Linked DNA regions of Mus musculus: regions 1, 3 and 4 are each linked to region 2. A link is a contact called in public Hi-C data. All regions are on one chromosome and are shown on one strand. Each heading gives the region's core, a stretch centred on a gene start, on an enhancer-like site or on the middle of the called end of the contact. The rest is flanking DNA. Distances are from core to core; before and after follow the strand shown. Region 1 overlaps Frmd4a (FERM domain containing 4A). Region 2 has its middle 17 kb from the start of Sephs1. Region 3 overlaps Frmd4a (FERM domain containing 4A). Region 4 overlaps Frmd4a (FERM domain containing 4A).

Region 1 (6,369 bases), core at 1,528-4,027, 460 kb before region 2:
CAGATATCTCGAAAATCATATTCTTATCATTTACAACTCTACACTTATCCTTATTGCATTTAAACTAATACTCACTGGGTGCCTGAGATCACGAATTTACACTTTAAAGATTACAGCACAACAGTTTTGTTCCAGAGAAAATTCTAGTTTTGTAGGTTGAATTGAGACATACATATGTTAACAGTTAACTAGCTTAGCAAGTTATCTTAAAACATGCCGTACACAGCATCAGAAAGTCTGAGTTCATCACCAGCTTTTTAAGTCTCTCTGGCTCTCTTCTGTCTCTGCCTCTTTCTGTTCCCCTCCTCCTCCCCCTTCCTCCCTTTAGTATTAGGCATTAAACCCAGACATCTTGCATGCTCGATCACACAGTCGTAGGAATTCTAGGGAACTTAGCTACAGAAACCTAGCCCCTTTAACTTTTTTATCTAGAAGTAAGGTCTTACCAAGTGGCTGGAGCTGCTTTAAACCCTCTGTTTAAGGCAGGCAGGCAGACCTTGAACTTGTGGTCCTCCTGCGTCGTCTACCAGAGTAGCAGGGATTGTAGGCATTCACCACTAGCCCTGAATAATCCTTTTCTTTCCTCATTCTTCAGTTCTTTCTCTCGGTTTCTTCCTTTCTTCTTACTATTATCAGATATGTTAGTAAAACTTGTTCTAGAAACCCCTGCTTTGTGTCTCTTGAGAACTTTCCTAGCATCTCAATTGGAGGTGACGTCTGGGGCCTTATAGAAGGGCCTATTCAGCCTATATCCTAGACACTATTCTGTTTGTACTGAAGGAAAAAGAGGGACTGGCTTCCCTACCTTGCCAGGCTTGTAGACAACTCGGGCCTATATTGCCTGTGATATCCCTAAGGTTCTCCTCCTGGATCCATCCATCTCTACCTTGCTCATGTCTGGTCCTGTGCTGTGTAATACTCTCTAGAGGTATAATAAAAAGGAACAAAAGGAGATTCTGGATATCTCTGTAAAGAGAGGCCTGCAGCATGAACAACGAGGGGAGGAACCAACTGTAGAATGTTCTAGAAACCTCTCTACCCTGGGCAACATCTTAGAGTCGTGGGAACCTGGAGAAAGGGGTTCCTAAAATCCAGCTTGCTGGGGAAGGGAGCGATTTGAGTGTTACTCCAGCATTCATTTAGAAGAAAGCACATTGAGAATGTTGTCCACTTCTGGTTTTGTCTTCCCCAGAATAGCTCTCTTTAAGAACACCAGTTAAGAACTGGTGCAGTAGTGTCTGTGGGAGCTGTGGGCTGCAGCATCAGTATTCCACAGGAAGGCCAGGTAACTCCACTGCTTGTTTGGACAGAATCAATGAGAACACAGCTGGTGATGCCACTCTTTCCAGCAACTGAATTCGCCAATTCTCTCCTTGGCCACCCCTTACTCCATCCCTAGGCTGAGCATATCTTTTACAAGCCTGCTCTTAAAGGGAGCCAGGTCCACTACCAGAAACATTGTTCTAGACCTACCGATATAGGTCATCTTTTACAGAAAATGAGCAGAACTGATGTTCAGTGATTATCAAATTCCATGATGCTTATTCTAGACGCCAGTGGCTATATGTCTTCTTTCTGATTCTTAAGGGTATTGGTAAAAACTGGGTACCCCACTCTCTGAAGAAATCCTTACCTTGAAAATAGAAATTCCTGCTTAAGGATTCAAGCTACGGTTGATGATGGGTCACAGGGTTATGGGACCTGAGTTACCAATGGCCTTATTACTACCAAATAGTCCAACAAAAAAACAGATGAGCTGGTGGTCTCAGTTTGAACTGCATGTGTAATCTCCCCACAGTCATGGAAGCTGGCTCTATGTCAGAGCCATCGGGCATAGGATCTCACTGGAGGGAAGTGTCATTTCTCTCCTAGGCAGCATTTTTTGGATTTTTATTGAAAGTGGTATTCCAGGTGTTCATGATATAAGAGGAGCAAAAATTTGTTGTCCACAGTCAGAAGCATTGGCAGGTATACTATAGCCTCTGGCTTTAACTCTGAGCACATCTGCATGTTCCTTCTTGTGCCTGTTTTCATATGTATTTGCCAGTGCATGGTTCTTGCATACTTGGGGAGGGAGGGTAGGTGTGGGCACTGATACATGCACATGTGTGGGCCAGAAGACATCCTCTCACCATTTCTCAGGATCCATTCACTTTCTTTTGGATAAGATGTATCTTAGTGTTCTTGAATCTTTAGGTAGGCTAAGGTAGCCTGGTCAGTGAGCCTCAGGGTCCTTCCACGTCTCTGTCTTTCTGGCCCTGGGAATACAAGGGCATGCTTTTTTTTTTTTTTTTTAAATGCAGACTCTGGGACTTGAACTCAGGTCCGTTACCAAACAGGACTGGCCTCTCCTGCATACTTTTGTCCATTTAACATTGAGTACATATGACCCACTGCTGCTGATGGGAACTTTATAGGGTCTTGAACAAGCAGAGCATGAAGCCATGCTCCAACATTGATCTACAGAGGCCTCATTAGAGATGACGTCACGACCAGGAGTCATTATTATGGTGCAATATACTAAGCCTTCAAACAATAAGTTTTTGTTTTTGGAACAGGGTCTCATTCTGTAGTCCAGATTGGCCTTGGACTTGCTATGTAGCCTGCAGTGACCTCAAACTCATAACCCCCCTGTCTCAGCTTCCCAAATGCTAGGCTTACAGGCAAGAGCCATGACACTTTGTTTTGAGCAATAATTTCCCACTTGAATCAGCTAACATTTCCCCTATAACTTCATGCCTGCTCCCCACCATTTCCACCAGAATTTGCCTGATCTGTCGATGTCCTTGCCTTTCTTTGTCCCTATTGAATGAGCAGTGCATGAAAAAAAAAAAATGATGTGTAATGGGGAGTTAGATTGATGCTGTATGGCGGCAAATGGAAATCAGAATGGGAGCGTCTCCAGGCTGTGCCATTCATAATCGTAAAACACACAATTAACGCTCTCCCCACATGCCTGTAAAGAGACGAATCCAAACTAGGGACCCAAAGAGTGCAGAGCCATCTGGATCTGAGTGACACACCTACACAAGCTGGGTAACTCAGGGCTGGCTTGCTCACTTCCTGGCTGCCTCTGACCACCCTCCAGTAAATATCCAATATTTATTTCTGTGTTGCTCAGAGAGAGAAAGCAGAGAGGGGGGAGGTGGTGAGGACACGAAGCAGACTCAGAGCTGAGCACAATGTGAGGCAGTGTTCTGCCTTCTCAATCCCCCTTTATTGGGTCCGTTGAGTGTTTGGTAACAGAAGAACTATAGAGTGACCAGTGGCACAGATGTAGCCTGCAAGACTTGGCAAGAGTGTGGAGACATGTGCAGAAGGTGACAGACGATGTTAAGAGCCACAGCTATGACTGTGAGGGCCTCAGGGTGCACCCAGAGCTCAGGGCAGCCTGCACAATATATCTGCATGTGATTGAACCATTGAACATTTTGGGGAGAGAGCATTATAGCAATGAAAGAACTGTAGAGATCACTTTTATCAGTGAGAAGATATTCACATTGAGGAGCCTTGCCTACTGGACCAAGGCAAACATCCCTGCCTTGTGGCAGGTATTTACACGATGCATCAGAGTGTGACAAACACAGTGTACACTGTGGCATCTTCTCTGGGTTTGTTATCTAGCCAGGTCTTCCACCTTCTGACTGTAAGACCTGTAGTGAGCTCCCAAATCTCTCTTAGCTTTAGCTTCAGTAAGCGAAGTCACATTCAGAGGCTTGCATGAGAGAACAGCTACGAAGCACCTGAGATGCAAAAGGTGTGCAAGGTGTTTAGCAAAAGACACGAGGGGTCCATGAGGTGGGTCAGTGGGTAGAGGTGCTTGCCATCAATCGTGATAGCCTGAGTTCCATCTCTGGGGCACAAACTGGAAGAGAGCACTAGCTTCCAGGAGACTGCTGACCCTCACATACATGCAGAGTGTGTGGCTCTCCCCACATGCATGGATGGATGGATGAATAGATAGATGGATGGGTAGATAGATAGACAGAATGTTAATTTTTTTCAATAAGAAATTTTGTCTCTGATCTGCTCTTCTGACATTGGAAGGATCAACAATACTAACTCTGCAGAGATTTAGAACATGTTAGGGGTCTAAGAAGAAATGTAGACATAAAATAAGTCATACATTTTCCCTTATAATGCTGAAATGTCATAGAAAGGAGGACAGTGGGGACAAACATTAGCTGACATATTTGTAAAAGTCACCCCAGCCTTTCAGAGAGAGCTCGTGCAGGAAAACACATGACCCTAGCCATCATCATTACTGGAAACAGGGAAACGTTTATTTTAAAAAAAAGGTAGTTAATGGGAATGGGGGTGCCCAGTGATGTAATGGGGGCGTGAGGGAAAATAACCGGGAGATAATGAGAAAGCCTGAGGCTGTGTCTGGGTCTCAGTACATTAAGAGGCATTAAAATAGAGGAAGAAGGAAGGAAGAGAGGAAAGATGATTTGGGCTTTGTGCTAGTGGGTTGCAGCCCCTTACCTTTCTAAAATAATTCTCCAGTTCTCAAAAATGATCAGAAAACTCACAGGCCTTCTAGAGTAGGTAAAATTGAAACTGATGAAGATCATATTGTCTAGTAATGTTAACTGCTACTTAGCATCGAAAGGGAAAGGGAAAACTCCTGTTACGGGCTTCAGATGAATCAGCAGGTGAGGGCCCTTCGTGTCCAAAGTCCAGAGTTTGATCCTCAGGACTCAAAGGTGGTAGAAAAAGAGAACTGACTCCCCTACGTTGTCCCCTGACCCCCGCATAGCACAAGCGTACCCACATTCATAATAAGCAAACAAAGAACTAAACAGGCACTTGAACAGTTAATAAACCTTTAATAATTAATGTACTGCATTAATAGTAGAAACCGTATTACAACCTGAAAATGCAGGATGCTTTTTTGGAGCCCCACCCCCAAATTGCCTCAATCACCCAATCACACTGAAGATCCCAGGATAGTATCCCTGCAAAATGAGAAATTAATATGCCAACTTACCTAGATGATCTGCATACTTGGCCAGTAAAATGAATCACAAGCAATGCCAGGCTTCCTGGTGACGGACTGACTAGATGCATAGACTAAAAGTGTTAACATGCATAAACAGAAAGTATTTATAGAACATTCTATCTTCTTGCTTCCAAGACTAGGCTATATTTGAGGGATAACCTATGGCTATCTTTTTGCCTAGACAGGGTGGAACATGTCTGTTATTTCACAGAGAAATTATAAGCTGGTATTTGTGTGTGGTTCCTTCCTTTCTTTATTGTGGAAAACATGGTTTTTGTAGTCCGCAACAATTTGGTTTGTGTCCCTTCCCGTTCCCAAGGCTGTAGCTTAGTCAATAGAGATTCCAAACTCTTTTAATGCTGAGTTCTACAACTTCCAACTTGGAAAGATAGCCAACTATTCAGAGAATAATACCCAAAACACAGTCCTTTGTTTCTTCTGTAGCTAGAGTGTTTTTGTCTTGCCAGTAGAAATGACCACACTCCAAGAGGAGGAGCAAACACTCAGCGGGAAGATTCTGAACTGTAGGCTTTGCATGGCCATGGTTTGGGTTTTATACTGAGGAAAATGGCTGCATGCTAGTGCATAGGAAAGGAGGGATGAAGCGCCCAGGGTCCTGTGGTCTGCAGGGTTAGCTGGAAGGTGAAGATGCCAATTGCCAGGCCAGTGTCTCCTGCCTTCTCCTCTGATCCTCTTACATGGGGTCACCTGTCTGTCACACCAGCTTCGTCATGGCTGCTTCTCGGTCCTGTCCATTTCTCCATGTTCTTTTCCGAACCCTCAGATGATGTCCCAGAGTTCAAAAGATCTCTGCTGCCTTTCTCTTTGTTACTGGGAGCGCCACCTGTGGTTTTCTAATCACTCCTCTTCCTCTTCCTCGTGAGGCTTTAAAATCATTGTCCTGTGAGGGCTGACTCACCAGTCTGCCTCCCCACTTCCTTTCAGTTGCAGAGTCTCAGCTCCCCCTGCATTGAGCTTCTTAGGATTACTGTTTCCAAAACCAGATCTACCATTTGTCAGTCTCTTCAAGCAAGGTGTCTGCTCCCACAATCTTGTCTCAGGATCTCCCCTCTCCTGAGTCATTATAAAACCACTACAATATATCCATTCACCACTCTCTGGCCCCAGCTCCACTCATAAACACTCGCGAGCGCACCCTCTCCTCTGTTCCTTGTCCCCTTCCTCATCTGTGTTCCCTGTAGACCAAACTCCTCAGCATAAAACAAAAGGCCCTTCACATACTCCGGCAGCTTATTATTTCTTAAACTTCCTTTCTTCCATTGTCTTACACACACACACACACACACACACACACACACACACACACACACACACACAGAGTCTTTCCTCTGACCTTGGACTTAATC
Region 2 (6,199 bases), core at 2,473-4,972:
CATCTATCCCTTTCCTCTGCTTCCTGTGATTGGATCAGATGTGGGCTCTCAGCTACTGCTCCAGCGTCATCCCTGCCTGCCGCCTTGCTCGGGCCACGGTGGTCATGGACTCACCTCTGAAACTACGGTAGGCAAGCCAACAGTTAAATGCTTTCTCTCATAAGTTGCCTTGATCATGGTGTCTTCCCAGCGATAGAAAAGTAACTAAAGCAAACCCTGAGTAAAAGCCACGTTTCAGAAATATTAATGAGCTCTTACATTTTTGGTTGCGTGTTGAAATGACGTTATTTAGTATTTATGGGTGTAAATAAAACAGTGTTAAACTCAATATCATTTGTGTCTTTTCAACAAGGCTACCAGACAATTGAAAGTTGCAACTGTAGCTCTAATTCTGTTTCCTTTAGTTAGAGATTTGATTTTCTTTAAACAAAGTTGCTGAGTTTGTAAGGTGCTTATGGACATTATAAATCTCCTGAATGGAGACATGACAGGATTTACAAGTGTATGTGACCACGATGTCATAATATCTCGTTCTAGTTATCTATTTTTTTCCCCTCACGAGCTCCAAAAACATCAGCGTTTACATCTTCTTAATCTCAAAGTCTCCTGTGGGGAAGGTCAGCTGTTTCAGACTTGGCCTTCCCCGAAAAAATTACATTTACTGAAACAAAGTAGCTTGCTATTCCATTGACTTTAACTTGGTTACAAGACTTGGGATGTAGCTCAGTTGGTAGACTGGAGCCAGCATGCAAGAAGCCCTGGGTTCAATTCCCAGCACTGAGCCTGCTCTTGCATGGTGTGGTGGTTTGAACCATAAGCTCCTATCTTTGAATGCTTGGTCACAGGGGGCTACTTAAAAGGATTGGGAGGTGTGACCTTGTTGGGAGAAGTGTCTCAATGGAGGTGGGCTTTGGGGTTTCAAATGCTCAAGCCAGGCCCAGTCTCTCTCTCTCTCTCTCTCTCTCTCTCTCTCTCTCTCTCTCGCTCACTCTCTCTCTCTCTGATCTGGATATAGAAATCTTAGCTACATGCTGCTATGCTTCCTGCCATGACATAACAAAGTAAACCTCTGAGTGTAAGCCAGCCCTAGTTTAATGCTTTCCTTTATACGAATTTCCACGGTCATGGAATCCCTTTACAGCAACCGCACAGTGACTATGGCACATGCCTATAATTGCTATAGGAGTAGTGATGGGGGATCAGAAGTTTGAGGCTAGCCTTGGCTACCGTGACCTTGAGGGATCAGAAGTTTGAGGCCAGCCTTGGCTACCGTGACCTTGAGACTAGGAAGGGGTTCGATGGCAGAGCGCTTGCCTGGCGTTTGTGGCCTTGATTTAGTCACTGACGCTGCAAAAGAGCGCACTCAAGACCCGCAGAAGCATTTTCCATCCAGGGGCTCAGTACAGCAACTCAACAACGCCAAAGAACAGCATATGTGATCATCCCCCTGCGTCCTGTAGAACTGTAGACTCTGAGATTTGGAAGGTACCTGCTCTACTACCTAAAGTCATAGTTAGGGCCACCCATCTAACCACCAATCAGACACCAAATAGTCACTGTGTTCCGGTGTCCGCTCTGTGCCAGGCACACATTTCATATCAACCAAAGAGCTCAGTGCGTCGGTTCTACCACCTCCACTCCAACGCTTTGGTGCACAGATGACGCACAGGTCACGAAGTGTAAGGGAGAGGCTGCCATGCTTCCTTAGAATGCTGGGATTTTTTTTTTCCTGGAATGTGGAGAGATTGGCAAAGCCATCAAACAGCACATTCCTCTTCAGCAGATAGAAATAGATGGTGATTGCACCAAATAACGGCAACAGTATGCTAACAGTATCATACAAGTCTTTCATTTTAGAGTAGTAAGATCATAATACAGACACACAAGCTGAGCCTGCTGCGCAGGTCTATGACCTGGGTACTCTAGAGGCTAGGGTGGGTAAGGTCCAAGTTCAAGGCCTGCTTGGGCTACAGAATGAGTCTGAGGCTAGACTACACAATTTGAAAGAGGACTGGGAATATAGACCAGCATGCTTGAGGCCCTAGGTTCAATCTTCAGTACTGTAAACAAATCAGAATTTCCCAGAAACCCTTGCTCTTCTGTGTTTCTGTACCAGCGTGAAGTTTGCCGTATTTCTTTTCCATGTGTTTCTCTGTATCTGGCATTCCACAAGGCATGCCTTCCTAGCTTGTGATTTTATCTCTTCTGTGTGTCCACATACTAGGCTTTCTCTCGACAAGAATGGGAACAAGACCAGCTCAGAAAAAGTGCTGAGCTTTTCAGATTTCACGGTCAAGGCCAAGTCAGAGCGCAGCCACCCAATGGCACTGCATGCAGCCAGCCACGGCTTCCAACAGCAATGCCTGGACACCCTCTATGTTTGATGTCTTGAAGGTGTTCAGGTTTTAACACCACACATACACACACACTCAGACACACACACACACCACACAAACACATACTCAGACATACATACACACTCACAGACACACAGAAACACACTCATGTACACACCACACAGACACACAGACACACTCACGTACACACCACACAGACACACAGAAACACACACACACTCAGACACACACACACACCACACAAACACATACTCAGATACACACACACACACACAGACACACACACACACTCATGTACACACCACACAGACACACACACACACAGACACACACACACTCATGTACACCACACACACACACACACACACACACAATTGCAGTTTATGGGGGCGGGGGCTGGGGGGAGAGTGCACAGAACTGAGGAGCTACTGCTCCAACCTTCCAGGCAAATCCTAACTCAGTACACTGTGTTATCCTGCCATCTGCTGGCCAAAGTGAGAATTGCGCCAAACACACTGGAAGGAAAATTGTAATTCAGAGCTCAGCTTGATTAATAAATAATACAAAGACTCTCTCTAAGGAGAAGCAGGTAAATCTCTTTGAAATACATCAGCAGTCCCCAGAGCGAAAATCACCCCTCCAAGTGTCACAAATGACAAGCAAACGCGTATAACAACCAAGTCTCAAATTCCACGGGATGTTATCTGTAGGAGACCCTGAAAGGCGGTGACTGCCTTAGTTCTCTGCAGCGTATGAACACGTCAAGTCACCTCTGAAGTAACCTTGCAGTAGTGATGACCCTTGGCCAGGGCACCACTCCTCGAACTCTTAGTGTTGTTTATAACTTCACTGTTGCCCCCGTGTCTTGCAGGTATGGGTGTAGATAGATGTATGTGTGTGTGCTGTCATGTGTGTGTGCCTGCATGTAGAGCCCAGAAGTCATCTTCAGGTGTTGTTCCACACTGTCCACCTAATTTTTTTTTGAGACAGACTCTCTCACTCTCACCCAGAGCCTGCCAGGTTCTGTAGGCTGGCTGTCCAGTGAGGCCCAGGCATCCATGCCAGTACTGGGATTTCAAACTCTGCCCACCATGCCCTTCCTTCTTATATAGATCCTGTAACCCCACTCATGTGCCCTGGGGAAGGAAGAGTGCCCGGTGTCCACACTGTCCTTTCATGCTGACCGTTTATGAGATTATCCATCCTCCGGGGCTGCTGCTTTCTGTGAACGCGATCCAGCTTCCTCCCTGCACTGCCTCACTAACAGAACTGTCTCCAGACCACACCAAGTCTAGACTGTGACAGCTGCTGTCATCCTGGATATAGCTTCATGCTTCACTCATTCCGGCCACCCGAGGACAAAACACCACATCCTCCGCATTCTGAACAATGCATTTTTATAGCCTCACATTAGAAAATATGCTGTGTGTTATTAAAGGGATCATCTTGATTAAGATGCTTGCATAAGAGGTCCACAGCCTACAAGGACCTAGATAAACAGCTGGGATACATGACAGAGGGAGACAGATAGATGGCAGTTTCCAGAAGTTGGCCAGGCTCTGCAGTGGCTTCTGGTGTCTGAGGCTAATTTAAAGCGATAAGTGAGAGAGCGATACACGTGGATGGGGCAGTAGAGCTGTGGTGCTGGGTTGCTGTCCCAGACAAACGAACAAAAAATAAGATAGAATAATAACCCATAAGCCTCAGACACAGGCAAGCACATCCCCTGTGAGCCAGGAGACACTCTGCTTTTCCTGAACCTTATATAATCACGGGGAGGGCAGAGAGAGAAGCCATGTCTTCAGGGACTTTAAAAGCCAAGCTAAGGAAACTGGAGAGAGAGCACAATAAATTGCATGCTCTGCACACCTATAAGGTATGGATTTGGTCCTCAAACCCACATGAAAATGATGGGCATTGGGGGCCTCCACCCTCTCAGAGGAGAAGCGAAGGAGGGATGGGAGAAGGATTGTGAGATGGGGTGACCAGAAGGATTGGCAGTGAGTGGGATGTAAAATGAATGAATAAAAATAATGATAATAAAAAGATTATGGCACAAATAAACTTGCTTCTGGATTTAATGGGAAAAGGAACTGATAGTCTTGGTGGCGCATACTAGGAAGCCCAGCACCCGGAACAGAAATAGACAGATCTCTGCAGCTTGATGGATGGACAACCCATCGAACCCAATTAGTGAGCCCCAGGCCCGGGAGAGACCCTGCCTCAAAGGAGGAGGAGGAGGCCATCTGTAAGGGTGACTCTCAAGGCTGTGCTCTGGCCTCCCCATGAATGCGCATACATACAACATGCACATACCCGCATGTGAGCACACACAAAGACACACCACAAACACTAAATAGTTGTTTTGCTTAAGCAGAGATTCTGAACTTTTTTAACAATCCAGAACATCTCACACCTCCCCACACACTTTAGGAATTGGGCTGTATCCCACTTTGCCTTGGATGCTAAGTACCTCTGAGAAAGGCTGGTCACTGGGTGTTATATAAAATGCTGCCCAGGGCAGACAGCTTGAGGAGTGCCCACAAAGGCTGCCAAAGAGACCTGGGCTTCCAAGAAGAAACAACCAGATCCCATCCAAACTGGAGCTCCGAACACCACAGGGCAACTAATACCACAGCTAGGGCTATCCCTATGGCCCTGCTGAAAGAGCCACATATAAAAATCTAAAGAGAATTTCATTTGTGACCTCTGCAGCAACCTTTGGTGGGATACTCAGCTCCTTGAGTTGGGTGCGGGAGGAGGTAGCCTCACATAAGAACAGAGATCTCCTGGCTGTACCCCAAAGCACCCCCAGCACTGATCCCTTGACTGTACCCCAAAACACCACAGCACTGATGGCTCCCCCTCCAGTGTCAGTCAACAGACAAGGTTCAGTAGGACCCCAAATGTGCTTCCCCACCAAATTCCAGGGCTGAGGACCAGATATAGACAGTTTAAGGACTGGCTTTTGTTTGTTTGTTTGGTTGGTTGGTTGGTTGGTTTTGGTTTTTGGTTTTTTTGAGACAGGGTGTTCTGGAACTTGCTTGGTAAACCAGGATAGCCTTGAACTCATAGAGATCCTCCTGCCTCTGCTTCCCAAGTGCTGGGATTAAAGGTAGGTACTGTCTGTCAAGGGACTGGCCTTTTAATGTCGGGGCAGGAGAATGTACCATAAGGCTAAGGCTAGTATAGTTTGGATAGTTAAGTACAAATGCTAAAGACTTAGTTCCCAGTATGTGGCTCCAGTGGATGGGAGTGGAACATTAGGAGATGGGTCTGACTGTAACATACCCGGAGTGTCCTCAAAGAAGACCCTGCAACCCCTCCCCCACTCTCCCTACCTTCTCCTTTTCTCTTCTCCTCTTCTCTTTCCACTCTCCGTCTCTCATTCCCAGATGACGTGAGTTAGACAGCTTTGCTCACTGTGCTCCCGTAACGATGGCTAAAGCAACCAGACCAAGCAAACAGGGGTGGAAACAAAAACCCCATGTAATCACCCTTAAGGCGATTGATTGTTCCAGGTAGCTTTTTATGAGGAGAGAAAGAAGACATCAAAAGTCCCGGACAGTTTTATTTACAATAGTATCTAGCATCCAACACAAAAAGTCCTCCAAAGAATATCTAGGTAAAACTTGCTCAGAAACACTGTACGAGAAGCCTTAGGGAGATGACAGCTCAGCCCATGAAGGACTTGCTTCACATGAGGACCCGAGTTCAAGCCCCAGAACCCACATTAAAAACAACAACAGAAACTAAGAACCAGTAAGTAGCCCAGCACAGGGAGGGTGAAAACAGGTGGGTCCCTGGGGCTCACTGGCTAGTCAGTACAGTTGCCAACAAAG
Region 3 (5,812 bases), core at 1,537-4,036, 260 kb before region 2:
TATTAGAAATCAGATTGTTGAGTTTGACTGTCTGCTGCATTAAGTGGGTGGGGAGGCCGTGGTGTTCCATGAGAACACAGAGGCCTGTTTGGAATATGAGGCCCTCCCTGGCCTAGCATTGATCAATGTCACCCTGGTCTGCCAAGGAAGGAACAAGCTAGTGGTGTCCCCTTGTACTAGGAGTTCCCAGGGTTATATGTAGTCATTAGCTAGTTTTGAGACATCATGATAACAGTTTTGCCCAACGTCCTGGGCCTCCGACCTCCTGAGAGCTAGGAGTGCCTCCTCCAATGTCCTGTGTTCCTACTTGCGGTTCTCCTCTCACCTCCTAGAGACTCCTCCTGTCTGATTTGAAGGAGTAGCAGGCATAGACCAGAACATATATATCTGACCTTTGAATTTTGGTGACTGAGAATTAAGCTATGAAAATCCGAAAAGTTGAAAATGGATGTAGGATTCCATGAGTGGTTGGTGGTGAAATTTCCCTCTAGCCCTCCTCCCCCTCCCTGTGAACACTGGGCATTTCCTCTCTTCCCAAAGCCACCTACCACCAAATCTCTTCATTAAACCCTCCTCCTGTCTGTTGTTGATTTTCCCAGGGTCAAAACTGCAAGAATAACAGTTCTAAAACAGGATTTTCACCCTGGCACATCTATGCTTATGTTAAGAAAGTTTTCTTGTAGCTTTCAGGTCAAATCTCAACTCCCTGTCTGGAATTCAAGGTCCCACACTATCTAGGCACGCTCCGAATTTCTCCTCCCTCCCCTTGTCTCTCTGCCCTCTCCTCCGCTGTGTAGAAGAACCTGCTACTACACCTAGCCCCTCACCTCTAGATTTCTACTCAGTTTCTGTCCTTCTCTGCCCCATAGTTCATTGCTTCCAGATAGCGCCTCTGGGGCTTGGTTGAGGATTGATGTTTATGATTGGACCAGGTCCCAAGGAACTCAGTATGGTATTAAACCCACTGTATAACAGAAGTTGGCCTTGAACTGCCGATCTGCCTGACTCTGTCTACCAAGGGCTAGAATTACAGGCAAGAGTCACTGTGCCTTATGAGACATCTGCCTTCTTTGGCTAAATGGGTTTGCTTCCTTTGGAAGCCATCCAGCATACAGATGTGCGAAATTGCACTCCAGAGATGGTGGAGGTAGGGTACTATTTTGACTGTGCTGCTGGGTACTTGGGGGATAGGGGCAGGGCATATTGCTTGTGCACTAGCTGGACTGGGGGAGGGAAGCTTAGCCTGGTGGAGGTGAGTGCAGTGCTGGCAATGATCACATTCTGGAAGAGAACCGTGAGGTTTATGGGGGTGGGGTGGCTACTTATGCCTCTGGGGAGGTAGCCAGGGTCTCTGGGGTGAGGTCTGTGTGGCCTGTACCAGTGACCAGGACAGGGGTGTTAGAAGATGCTTCATTTATATACTCAGGTGTTGGGGGAGGGGGACTTATAAGGTCAAACAAGGAGTGAAGGCTGATAACTGTCAGGATAATAAATTCTTACTAGGGTTGTTGTGGCCGGAGCTGGCTTTATGGCTCCAGGTTGAGACTGGGGAGATAGCCAACCCCTGCTGGCCTACCTTTGAGGTATCCAGGTTTGAGGCTCCCTGGACCCTTCTTCCTCTGTAACCCTGGGCCATCAGGGTCCCAAAGGACTGGGACCCTCTTCCTCTAAAACACCTTGAGCCGAGCTGAGGCTATAGCTCAGTGGAGAGCCTCACAAGAGGCTCTGGGCTCCACTCCGACATCACAGATTAAATATGCCAGGATAGATTATAGGAAATTTAAGAAGCTTGTGAGGGAAGCATGGATGGTAGAAGGCGGATCTGTCAGCACTTAATCATACCTCACAGATATACTTCCAATTCAGGTTTTTCCTCCAACAAATATTTATTGAGTACCTACTGAATGCCAGCTGTCATTTTAACCCTGAGGACACAGGGATTAACAGAGCAGATAAAATCCTCAAGAAGGTTAACTCCCCTCCCCCCAGAGCAAAGGAGATCTGTTTAGTGTCTCTCCAAACATACGTCATGGCATAGCTCCATGATAGAGCACTCGCTTAGCATGTCTGAGGCCCTGGGCTCATTTCTTAGCACCAAATTTAAAAAGGAAAAGTTAGAACGTAATACTTCATTTGCCTGATTAATATGAAGCAATCACTTGTTGGTGACACCAAATCCAACTCAGACTTTATTCGCACTTAACCAGACGTGACAGCGGTGCCCTTCACATTCAGTTAAGCCTGCAGTCTGGGCTCTGCCTTGACCTGGATTGACCCCAGTGTGGGAGGGTCACAGAGCCCTGGCACATATGTGAAGTGTAGCTCCAAGGCACTGACATGGTGTGTTTGGGCAAAGGCTCCATCTCTTGTGGAAATAATGTCTCTGATGAGTTCTTCCTCCTCCTGTCCATGCAGAAGACTCTCAGGTTACCAGCACAATATCCCCCTTACAGTCGCCACACAAGGGACTCCCTCCTCGGCCACCTTCATCACACAACAGGCCTCCTCCCCCACAGTCCCTGGAGGGACTCAGGCAGCTGCACTATCACCGTACCGACTATGACAAGTCACCCTTAAAGCCCAAAATGTGGAGCGAGTCATCTTTAGATGAGCCTTATGAGAAGGTGAAGAAACGCTCCTCCCACGGCCATTCCAGGTGAGCTACATTGGGACACCCAAATGAGGTCCCCGGATATGCTCAAACAGAATCAAAGGCTTGCCCCACATTAGAACCTACAAATATTGCCAAAGGATACTCTTTTCCTTCCTGGAACTCACAGTTCAGCTTTGCGCACAAAGCCCTCTGCTGGCAAACCCCCAGAAGTACAGATTTGTCATCTGAAGGTAGGGAGGGGGGAAGAGGGGAGGAAAGGGTTTGGCTCATAGTCAACCTGTTGGCAGATGGATTTAATGCTGTTACATTTCACAGGAATTAATTAGGAAATTGTAGCCAGCAGCATTCCAGAATGGCAAAGGAGAGCCGGATCTGAGGATCCTCAGGGTGGTATAGAACCCTATACGATCTTCCCGCAGAGTTCTGGAGCCAAGCAGCTGAAATGCAAGCTGCACACATTATCAGCTCATTGCTTGGTTAATATCAACGTCGTAGAGAGGATTATCTGGAAGACATTTAGGCCCGCTTCTGTTTTCCTCATGTTCCTTAATTAGCTCCAGAGGGTACCCTAGCAGGTACTGTATCTTGTAAAACAATGCTTGTTAAGGATGAAGGCTCCAGAGAATAGTCACCCTGTGCTTAACTTCGAGGAGTGGAGGGGGGGAGGTGGGATAGTGAGAGCTGGAGTCCCGGGCAAGCTCTCCCTGCAATTAGATCTACTGTCCCAAGCTAGTCAGCCCCTACCAACGCTGCCACATGGTATTCGTGTGATCAGCATGGCTTCCCTCTTCTCGCTTGCAGCAGCCACAAGCGCTTCCCCAGCACAGGAAGCTGTACCGAGGCAGGAGTAAGCAGCTCCTTGCAGAACAGTCCCATCCGAAGCCTCCCACATTGGAATTCCCAGTCTAGCATGCCATCCACCCCAGACCTGCGCGTCCGGAGTCCCCACTATGTTCATTCCACAAGGTGAGTCTGCTGGGCCTTTAGGCCACCTGCCTTTCTGGGCCAGACCCTGGTGTAGTAAGACATCATTGGCTCCAATCTAGCCCAGTTAACAGGGGAGCTAAGGTCCACTTTACCCTGGACACTCAATATAGTCAACTCTATCCATATCCAGGGACTTGTGGGGCCAGAGAGCCCCAGCCTTCTGAAGACAGGTAACAAGGATCCTAGTAGGAGTGGAAACAGGAAAACTAGCCCAGTTAAGGTGGGAGAGTGCAGCAGCCATAGACACCCCAGGCTAACCTTTGCTCTACCCTCCGTTCCTCATATATCTTTCTCATGAGGTCTAAAATCTATTCTGGACCCACTTTAATGCCTCAAGGTGTACATTTATAGTAACCAAAAGAAATGAACCGAAAAATAGACTTCCCTGAATCATATCCCTTCTCTAAGAGGTAAAGCTGCATCACAGAAGGTCACTGGTGAGGGTGATGTAGTACACTTCTGCCTGGATGTGGCCAAGAGTCGCTAGGAATTTGCATAAGACCTCCTATTGCTGGGTTCTATCACCTTCCTCTTGTTGATATTGATGGATTGGAGGCAAAGTCTTGGTACTACTGGTAGATAAGTGTATCGTTCATGTTTAGGGGTTCCATGTTTCACCAACCCTCCATTTTAGAATACTCACAAGAAACAGCCATTTAGGTACGTTGGCTTTCATTTCAGAGGAGTCTTTGGTTCAATCACGAGAGGACCTCTGTTAGACCTTTTGGTTGTTAGTTTTGTTTTTGTTTTTTTGTTTTTTATTACCTACAATCACTATTTTAAAGGGGTTAGTGTAATGCTTAGAACATAGGAATTTGCTTCTCTATCAATAGCATCATTTTCTTAAGAAGCAAAAGCCCTCAGACATTGGTCAACACATTTCATCCACTCCCTAGGTGCCACGTGGATTCCAGAGATTCTTAGCTCCCTTCCTCACCTGGTACCTAGGGAAGAACCTGGCTTTCCAGGGGCAACCTTGCTGGGCTCTCCCATTGGTAGAGGCCCTGAGCCTGGCCTGTGGCTTTTGTGGGACCCTTTGATCCAGGACTCTAAGACCAATCCTGTCTCCCCAACAGGTCAGTGGACATCAGCCCCACGAGACTGCACAGCCTTGCACTGCACTTTAGGCATCGAAGCTCCAGCCTGGAGTCCCAGGGCAAGCTCCTGGGCTCGGAGAACGACACCGGAAGCCCCGACTTCTACACCCCGAGGACTCGTAGCAGCAATGGCTCAGACCCCATGGACGACTGCTCGTCCTGCACCAGCCACTCGAGCTCAGAGCACTACTACCCAGCACAGATGAACGCCAACTACTCAACGCTGGCTGAGGACTCGCCGTCCAAGGCGCGGCAGCGACAGCGGCAGAGGCAGCGGGCAGCAGGCGCCCTGGGCTCAGCCAGCTCTGGCAGCATGCCCAACCTGGCGGCCCGCAGCGGGGCTGCAAGCACTGGAGGTGGCGTGTACCTGCACAGCCAGAGCCAGCCCAGCTCTCAGTACCGCATCAAGGAGTACCCACTATATATCGAGGGCAGTGCCACACCCGTGGTGGTACGCAGCCTGGAGAGCGACCAGGAGGGCCACTACAGCGTCAAAGCGCAGTTTAAGACCTCCAACTCTTACACAGCTGGCGGCCTGTTCAAAGAGAGCTGGCGCGGGGGTGGCGACGAGGGGGATGCAGGCCGCCTTACACCATCTCGGTCTCAGATCCTGCGGACTCCTTCGTTGGGGCGTGACGGCGCCCACGACAAAGGCTCCGGCCGTGCCGCCGTGTCTGATGAGCTGCGCCAGTGGTACCAGCGCTCCACAGCCTCGCATAAGGAGCACAGCCGTCTGTCACACACCAGCTCCACCTCCTCGGACAGCGGCTCTCAGTACAGCACCTCTTCCCAGAGCACCTTCGTGGCGCACAGCAGGGTCACCAGGATGCCCCAGATGTGCAAGGCCACGTCAGGTGAGAAGGTGGTGGGAGGCAGGTGACCTGGGTAGGCTGAAGGTTGCCTAGACTTCACAGTCAAGAAAAGGAGTCACTTATTCTGGAGGCCTTGCTGTGAAATGTGGGAAGCCATGGTCCTTATCCCAACCCAGGTCTGTCTTCCTTCCTTCCTTCCTTCCTTCCTTCCTTCCTTCCTTCCTTCCTTCCTTCCTTCCTCCCTCCCTCCCTCCCTCCCTCCCTCCCTCCCTCCCTCTCTCCCTCCCTCCCTCCTTCCCTTA
Region 4 (6,422 bases), core at 3,511-6,010, 310 kb before region 2:
GACAGGTGGATCCCTGAGTTCAAGGCCAGCCTGATCTATAGAGTGAGTTCCGGGGCAAATGGGGCTATACAGAAAAATCCTGTCTTGACAAACCAATACACAAACAAGTAAATAAAATCAGCTCAACCGGTTTAGGAAGTACCTGTCCTTGTCATCAAGAAGGGCAGTTCTTGAAGCACCAGGGGTGTGAATATACAAACAAGATGCTGTTAAATAATGGTCCTTAAAGGGCCCTCGTTCCCTTGCTGCCTTTCTTTTCAGTCCACACGGGTGATGGGGTGGATCACCTTTAAGGTGAGCAGCTATTCACTGGTAACTGTTGTCATCATCTTCTGCCTCCCATCTCAGCTTTCCCCAGGGTCAGGTGACCTCCACCAAGGGGGTGAGGTTGTTGAAATGATGCCTCGCCCTTGGACCAAGCACCTCAGTACCCGAGTACTGACATGCTCGCCTCGAAAACAAATAGAAAAGTACAACTTTTTCCACACAAACTAACTCTGTCCTCCAAAGTACTCAAACACTACATGGAAATGAACACTTTAGAACCCCTTACGGCTTCCTCAGTACAGGGACCAAGTCCGGAGGTTGACACTTAGTCACCCCCTATCTTTTCTCGGCCAAGGATTAGTTACTCTTCCCACTGCTGCAGAGGCAGCTTGAAGAAGGACGGCTTTACTTGGCTTCACAGCCGGCGCCTGCCAGCCGGAGCAGACCTTAACTGGTTACATCATGTCTAACTCTCAGGAAGACCCAAGAGACGACACTGGTACTTCGCTCGGCTTCTCCTTCCCATTTTATTATCCTGGACTTCAGTCAGAGGAATTGTGGCTCCCACGTTCAGGGTGGGTTAACTTGGTTGAACTCCCTTAGAAACAACTAGCAGGCATGCCAAGAGCTGTGTCTCCTAGGTGACTCTAAATCCAACCTGAATCACAATAGTGACTGATTCTACCTACTAAGGAAAGTCTTTTTAAGGGAGGAACTGGTGTGCCACATAGCACTGGGGCATAGTGCTCACACGGAGGAAGTCTAGTTAAAGTGCATGTTTCACAATGCAGGCACTGACCCCATCCCCCTAGAGCCATGCTCAACGAGGATGGGGGGGGGTTGGTGTGAGAGTGGGGGATGGTAATTATATCTGGAAGAGAAAGGAAAACACAAACACAGTGCCTCCTGAAAGTATTCATCCTTGCTGAAGCTTCTAAACTCTTTCTGCAAGAAAAAGCTGACATGGAGAGGAGAAAGTCATCTAGAGACAGCTCCTCAGGGGAAGAAGACAACAAGAAATCAAATCTAGTGGAGGAGGGGAGCAAATGGTCTGTTTCTCTCCAGGCTCTGTTAAGGATTGGCTGGCCTCCTAATGATTCTTAAGCTAAATGAAACTAAAAGGTTTTTGATGGGTTAAAAAGAGGCCATCCATTAAAAGGTCCATGTTCCGCGCTCTGGGCATCTGTCACTGGGTTAACCATGTTAGTTTGGAGTCCCTGGTGTCTGACAGTGAAAGGGGAGGGGAGACCAGGCTGAGTAAACACATTGAGTCCATTAGATCTGGCTGTGGAGAAAAAGTAGCCATTGTTCTAGTTGCTGGGTGTGCAAGCATCTCCAAGAGGAAATAGATGCTTGTGAATGCTGAATAAAGTATGGAGGACATGTGCCTCTATTCACTGCCTGTGGTCATAGTTTGTTAATTTGGAAGGGCCTAATTTGGTCCCCATGGTGTCTAACCTCACTAAGTTCTATTATAGGAGAACATTTGATTTTTCAGATCAATATTCTGAGATTAAATGTCATAGCAGGACAATGGTCAAGATGATCCCTGGTCACATTGCGATGGGATTGGGGTTGTGGCTTGGTAGGGTGCTTGCCTAGTATGCATTGTAACATCACAAATCGATGCAATTTGGGGTGATTCATGTGATGGAGATGATATAAAGAGAGTTATATATACATCAGCAGGTGACAGAATCCGCTAGAAATGACTGGGACAAACAACTCAAAGAGAATATCTTGAACTCTGCCCAAATAGAATGAAGAGCCTTGGGCTAGGCTCATGCTTACCATGTGAAAATTTCAGTTGAGAAGATAAGATTTGGGGGATGGTAAAGGCACTTGTCACCCAGTCTGATAGCCTGAGTTCTATCTCTGGAACCCACAGAGTAGAAGAAGAGAAACAACGCCTACACTTTGTCCTCTGACCCACCCCCCGCCCCCCCTGCCCCAGACAGCCTTTCTCTGTCTCTGTCTCTGTCTCTCACACACTAAATAAATAAATAAATAAATAAATGTAAAACATGTAAGGAAAATATTTTAATACCCTTGGTAACATATTCATCATCTTTCAAAAAAATTGTGCAAACTTGAACTTTAGCTGGTACATGAGAAAACTAGAAGCAGCATTTTCATGTTTTACATTAGGAAGGAGAGTAGTGTGTACTGAGTAACAAGAAACAGCCATCAGAATAGTGAGCAGTGGCTGAACGCTGACTAGACACTCTGTATCTACTGATGCATTAGTTCAGCAGCATTATAGGAAAGTATTGTTATTCATAGTATTAGTTCTAAAATGAATAAAGACACAAAGTTTCTAAAGATACATAGCCATCAAATACTTGATAGATACTATGCCTTTGAATCCTGTGCTCTTAATGTCTATTATTTTGTTTTATTTTTGTTGTTGTTATTTGCTTATTGTTGTTGTTGTAATGAATCCAAGAGAATGGTATTGAGTTGTTTTGAATTTGCAATGCCAGCTCTGACCTATATATGCACAGAATATATGACTATCTCATTTTAGAGATTCGAATTTAAAAGGCTTTGCACGTTCAGGGCCAGAAGGGAGAACCTTTGACTGCCAGGCCAAGGTTATCTTGTTGTTGTCTTTGTGTTGGCTAGGTTTTTGTCAACGTGGACATAAGCTAGACTCATCTGTCAATAGGGAACTTCAGCAAAGTAAATGCCTCTGTAAGACGAGCCTGCAAGGTAGCCTGCCTGTGAGGCGTTTCCTTCATCAGTGATGGATGGTGAAGAGCCAGGCTCATTATGGGCAGTGCTATCCCTGGGAAAGTGATCCTGTTTGTGGGGAGGCAGTGGGGAGCTAGTAGGCAGCATTCTTCCATGGCTCCTACTTCAGTCCCTGCTGCAAGATTCCTGCTTTGAGTTCCTACCCTGAATTCCTTTGATGATGGAGTGACCTGAGAGTTGGCAATGGAAGCTGGCCTTCATTGTCCACGGCGATTAGTTAGTTCCAGAGCCTTGGGTTAGTAAACCCCTTACATAAAATAATGCAGTATTTGCCTATGACCCATTATGATTGTCTCTATACTTTCACTTCTTTCAGTTCTAGAAGCAGGGTTTCACTGTTTAACTGAGCCTGGCCTGGGACTCTCTACACTGTGCATCCTAATCTGGATTCAAACTGCCAACAATCTTCTGCCTCAGCCCTTTGAGTACTAGGATTATAGATGGAAGCCAACATGTTCAGGTTCCCAAATACTTTAACTCATGTCTATCAGGTTTGTAGTGCTTAATTCAGTAGAAATGCTATGGAAGTAGTTATGGTATGATATCCATTTGGGAATAGTGACAAGATTTAAAATAACAAAAACAAAAAACAAAAAAACAGTGTTCAGTCCATATAATTTTTTTCAAATATTTTCAACCCCTGGGCGGAAGGACGAGCAGACGCATACACTGTGGGGTGAAGGGATAGCTGTAGAAATACATGCTGGGGGCTGGTGAGATGGCTCAGTGGTTAAGAGCATCAACTGCTCTTCCAAAGGTCCCGAGTTCAGATCCCAGCAACCACATGTGGCTCACAACCATCTGTAACAAAAATCTGATGCCCTCTTCTGGAGTGTCTGAAGACAGCTACAGTGTACACACATATAATAAATAAATAAGTCTTAAAAAAAATACACGCTGGGTGTCGTGTTCTTCCTCTTGCCCAGGAGCATAGCCAGTACCAAGCAGACATCCACAAATGCCAGTGGATAAAAGAGCTTAGATTAGATGGAGATCTGTGGTCGACCACAATACCTCTGCCTCTCTTTTCTTTATAAATAGAGTAAACCATATTGGACGCCTACAAAAGTATTTGTGTCCATATTTAAAATGGACACAAAGTCCCAACTCTTCTTCCTCATTCGGATGCCTGCTTCTGTCTTCTCCCATACATTCCCGGGATGCACGAGACCAAGTCCCCTGCATGCACGACATTGGGAATTTTCTGTGGCACCTCTATTTGATGCCTCATTTTTTTAATGTCCTGATAGAAAGATAAACGCAGGGAGTCATGTGTGATGGTGTCTCAGGAAAGAGCAGAAGTGAAATTAGGAAGTGGGGTTTGTTTTTGTTTTTTATTTTGTTGTTTTGTTTTTGTCTTTCTGTCTTGTTCTGTGCTTGGGGACCATTACTATATGTGTCCTCCTCTTTGAGAACTTGGGCGTGTTTGGAATGTACGCAACATCATGTGCCATCAGATGGCCAAAGCTAGTCTCTCTAGGATCTGAAGCATCATTGTTCTTGCTCTTCACTGGGGCTTTGTGGCACAATAGAAAAAGACCAGGACAAGAAGTCACAAGCCAGGTCCCAACATCAATCACATACTTAACCTCTGGCGGCTCTGAGTCTCTGCCCACCAGAGCAACTTCATCTGGGAAAGGAGGACGCGATCCAGATGGCTGATTGGATTCTGTATAATGGTCCCTCTGGATGAAGCAGGAAGTTACTCACAGGGAGGTCATTTAGGGGCTCTATGACTCAGCCTCGGGGACAGGAGGAAGACAAGGCTCCCTAAAGTCCTGGTGGAGAATCAGAGCCATTAGGCTGGGCTTCCTCTCAAGTCGTTATTTCTACACCATCCTGACAGCCTGCCGCCTACTCCACATGCCAGCCCACAATGCTTCACAAGTGCTGGCTGGAGAGGAAGTCCAGTGGAGCCGAGGCCTCGTCCTCAGCCATGCACAGGATGTGTGAATCTAGTGGACTAATTGGAGCCAGGGTCTGGGAGGCCCCTGCTCATTAAGGATTTATAGAGCACCTTGTCATATTCAGGGCCCAAAGACAATAGTTATTAGCCACTTTTGTTTGCTCTCCATGGATAAATGTTTCCCTTCTTGGTTTTATACATGAGGGCACTTGGGACCAGAATGAGACAGTAGAGGACCTGTGACCCTAGGAAGCCTAGGTCAAAGGCTGAGAGCCCTTATCTGGGACCATTGGGGTTCCAATGATGGTAGCAAACACTGGTTTAGTAAAACCCCTTCCTGATGGTTCCTCTAAGCCATCTTTAGAAACCTCTTAACTCGTACAATTACCACAATCCTTATTATCAGAGACAGGGACTTGATAGTATCTGAGGCTGATCCTCTTGCCTCAGCCTTCTGAGTGATGGGCTCACAAGCAAGAGCCACCATGCTAGGTTAACGCTTTTATTTCCTACGCAAGCTCCAGTCATAACTAAGGCTATTGTTATATCCCCACGTCCATTCATAACTAAGACTATTGTCGTCTCTTAGTCTCTGACTGAGGCTGCTGAGTGTTGAGGCAGGTGCTCTGTAGAGCCTGGATGAAGGTAGATCTACAAGAAAGGAGGACACATGTATTATTCGTATTATTATTATATTTATAGTGTGAAAGCAAAGCAGAGTGATCATGTCTGGGAGAACAAGCCTGGCTGGAAGCCCCTTTCTCACAGCCGCCGCCTGGTTGCTCCTTTGTGAGAAAGCACTCCACTTGTAAAGTTAACCACGCATCAGTGAGTGAGAGCTGTTCTCGCTAATTGGCGGGGTCCCGGGAACGCAGCATAATTAGCAGCTGGAGTAATGGACCAGGTGCCTTGGACTTCTATTTCTGGTTCCTTCGGAAACCAGTTGTGTGGCCCGAGGCAGTTTCCCCTCACTTCTTGTGTGCCTTGTTTCTTTTCCTTCACCCTCAAGAAAATTTGCAGTTTTTCTTCACAAAGGGCAGGGAGGGGGCTGCTCAGTGAGCAAGGAAACAAAAGTGTCTGTGGGGATTTGTGGAGATGCATAGCCAAAATGCCCTGATTTAACAGGTATTGATCAGTAGAAACTCTGATTATTGATAGGACCACATAGTTGAGTTTATAATTAGATTGTTGGGCATAGAAGTAGCTGAAGTCTTTAGGGAGCTAGCCCAGTCATTGCCACGACTGTCTGGTGTGTCTTTATGACACATCCCAAATCATAGTGCCAGGGATGGGTTGTCGTCTCTGCAAACCAGGGCATGGGGGCTCCTCCTGAGCAGCCCCCAGGGATGGTGCAGTACCAGCAGAGTGAGAGCTCATCCCCCGATATTTACAGGAAAACAGGAAACTGGACATCTCCCCTTTGCCTCTCTCCATATTGTCGGTTTTTATTGGTCTGTTTGGTTGCTTTTGTTTTGTTTTGTTTTGGATTTTTGGT

The links. A called contact is a pair of places that touch in the nucleus more often than the background predicts.
Region 1: a Hi-C map of the N1E-115 cell line shows a contact between it and region 2, with 11 times the contacts expected there. The contact joins two enhancer-like sites. A contact is called at or near these places in 1 of 39 promoter capture datasets (hippocampal neurons), 1 of 15 datasets of contacts at CTCF or cohesin (embryonic stem cells), 1 of 484 Hi-C or Micro-C datasets (the N1E-115 cell line) and 7 of 115 datasets of contacts at active chromatin or transcription factors (the NIH/3T3 cell line, astrocytes, embryonic forebrain and 4 more).
Region 3: a contact with region 2 is called in a Hi-C map of the N1E-115 cell line, with 6 times the contacts expected there. The contact joins two enhancer-like sites. A contact is called at or near these places in 7 of 39 promoter capture datasets (HPC-7-derived erythroid cells, embryonic stem cells, hippocampal neurons and 3 more), 2 of 15 datasets of contacts at CTCF or cohesin (the G1E-ER4 cell line and large pre-B cells), 35 of 484 Hi-C or Micro-C datasets (the AML12 cell line, the AtT-20 cell line, B cells and 20 more), 4 of 115 datasets of contacts at active chromatin or transcription factors (T-cell acute lymphoblastic leukemia, embryonic stem cells and stem cell-derived neural progenitor cells) and 1 of 9 other capture datasets (embryonic stem cells).
Region 4: a contact with region 2 is called in a Hi-C map of the N1E-115 cell line, with 9 times the contacts expected there. The contact joins two enhancer-like sites. A contact is called at or near these places in 6 of 39 promoter capture datasets (the 3T3-L1 cell line, the C10 cell line, the HPC-7 cell line and 3 more), 1 of 15 datasets of contacts at CTCF or cohesin (the NIH/3T3 cell line), 5 of 484 Hi-C or Micro-C datasets (CD8 T cells, the G1E-ER4 cell line, the N1E-115 cell line and 2 more), 16 of 115 datasets of contacts at active chromatin or transcription factors (the 230-238 cell line, T-cell acute lymphoblastic leukemia, acute myeloid leukemia and 9 more) and 2 of 9 other capture datasets (embryonic stem cells and pancreatic islet).

The regions. Positions count from the first base shown.
Region 1 is chr2:4,404,079-4,410,447 of GRCm38.p6, forward strand. The region is part of intron 1 of Frmd4a (FERM domain containing 4A); the gene reads left to right. Among named protein-coding and RNA genes, the nearest start is that of Gm23691, 26 kb to the left of the region's middle. Within about 2 kb of position 2,778, at least 51 of the 459 cell types and tissues checked have an H3K27ac peak or open chromatin away from gene starts, as enhancers often do. A contact at or near this core is called in the N1E-115 cell line, where this site is marked.
Region 2 is chr2:4,861,864-4,868,062 of GRCm38.p6, forward strand. No RefSeq gene overlaps it. Among named protein-coding and RNA genes, the nearest start is that of Sephs1, 17 kb to the right of the region's middle. Within about 2 kb of position 3,723, at least 14 of the 459 cell types and tissues checked have an H3K27ac peak or open chromatin away from gene starts, as enhancers often do. A contact at or near this core is called in the N1E-115 cell line, where this site is marked.
Region 3 is chr2:4,598,700-4,604,511 of GRCm38.p6, forward strand. It overlaps Frmd4a (FERM domain containing 4A), which reads left to right. Exons shown (of 23, transcript NM_172475.3): 19 at 2,416-2,656; 20 at 3,416-3,580; 21 at 4,678-5,552. Among named protein-coding and RNA genes, the nearest start is that of Gm13179, 7.1 kb to the left of the region's middle. Within about 2 kb of position 2,787, at least 22 of the 459 cell types and tissues checked have an H3K27ac peak or open chromatin away from gene starts, as enhancers often do. A contact at or near this core is called in the N1E-115 cell line, where this site is marked.
Region 4 is chr2:4,550,596-4,557,017 of GRCm38.p6, forward strand. The region is part of intron 11 of Frmd4a (FERM domain containing 4A); the gene reads left to right. Among named protein-coding and RNA genes, the nearest start is that of Gm39751, 40 kb to the left of the region's middle. RefSeq lists an enhancer at 5,549-6,422. Within about 2 kb of position 4,761, at least 88 of the 459 cell types and tissues checked have an H3K27ac peak or open chromatin away from gene starts, as enhancers often do. A contact at or near this core is called in the N1E-115 cell line, where this site is marked.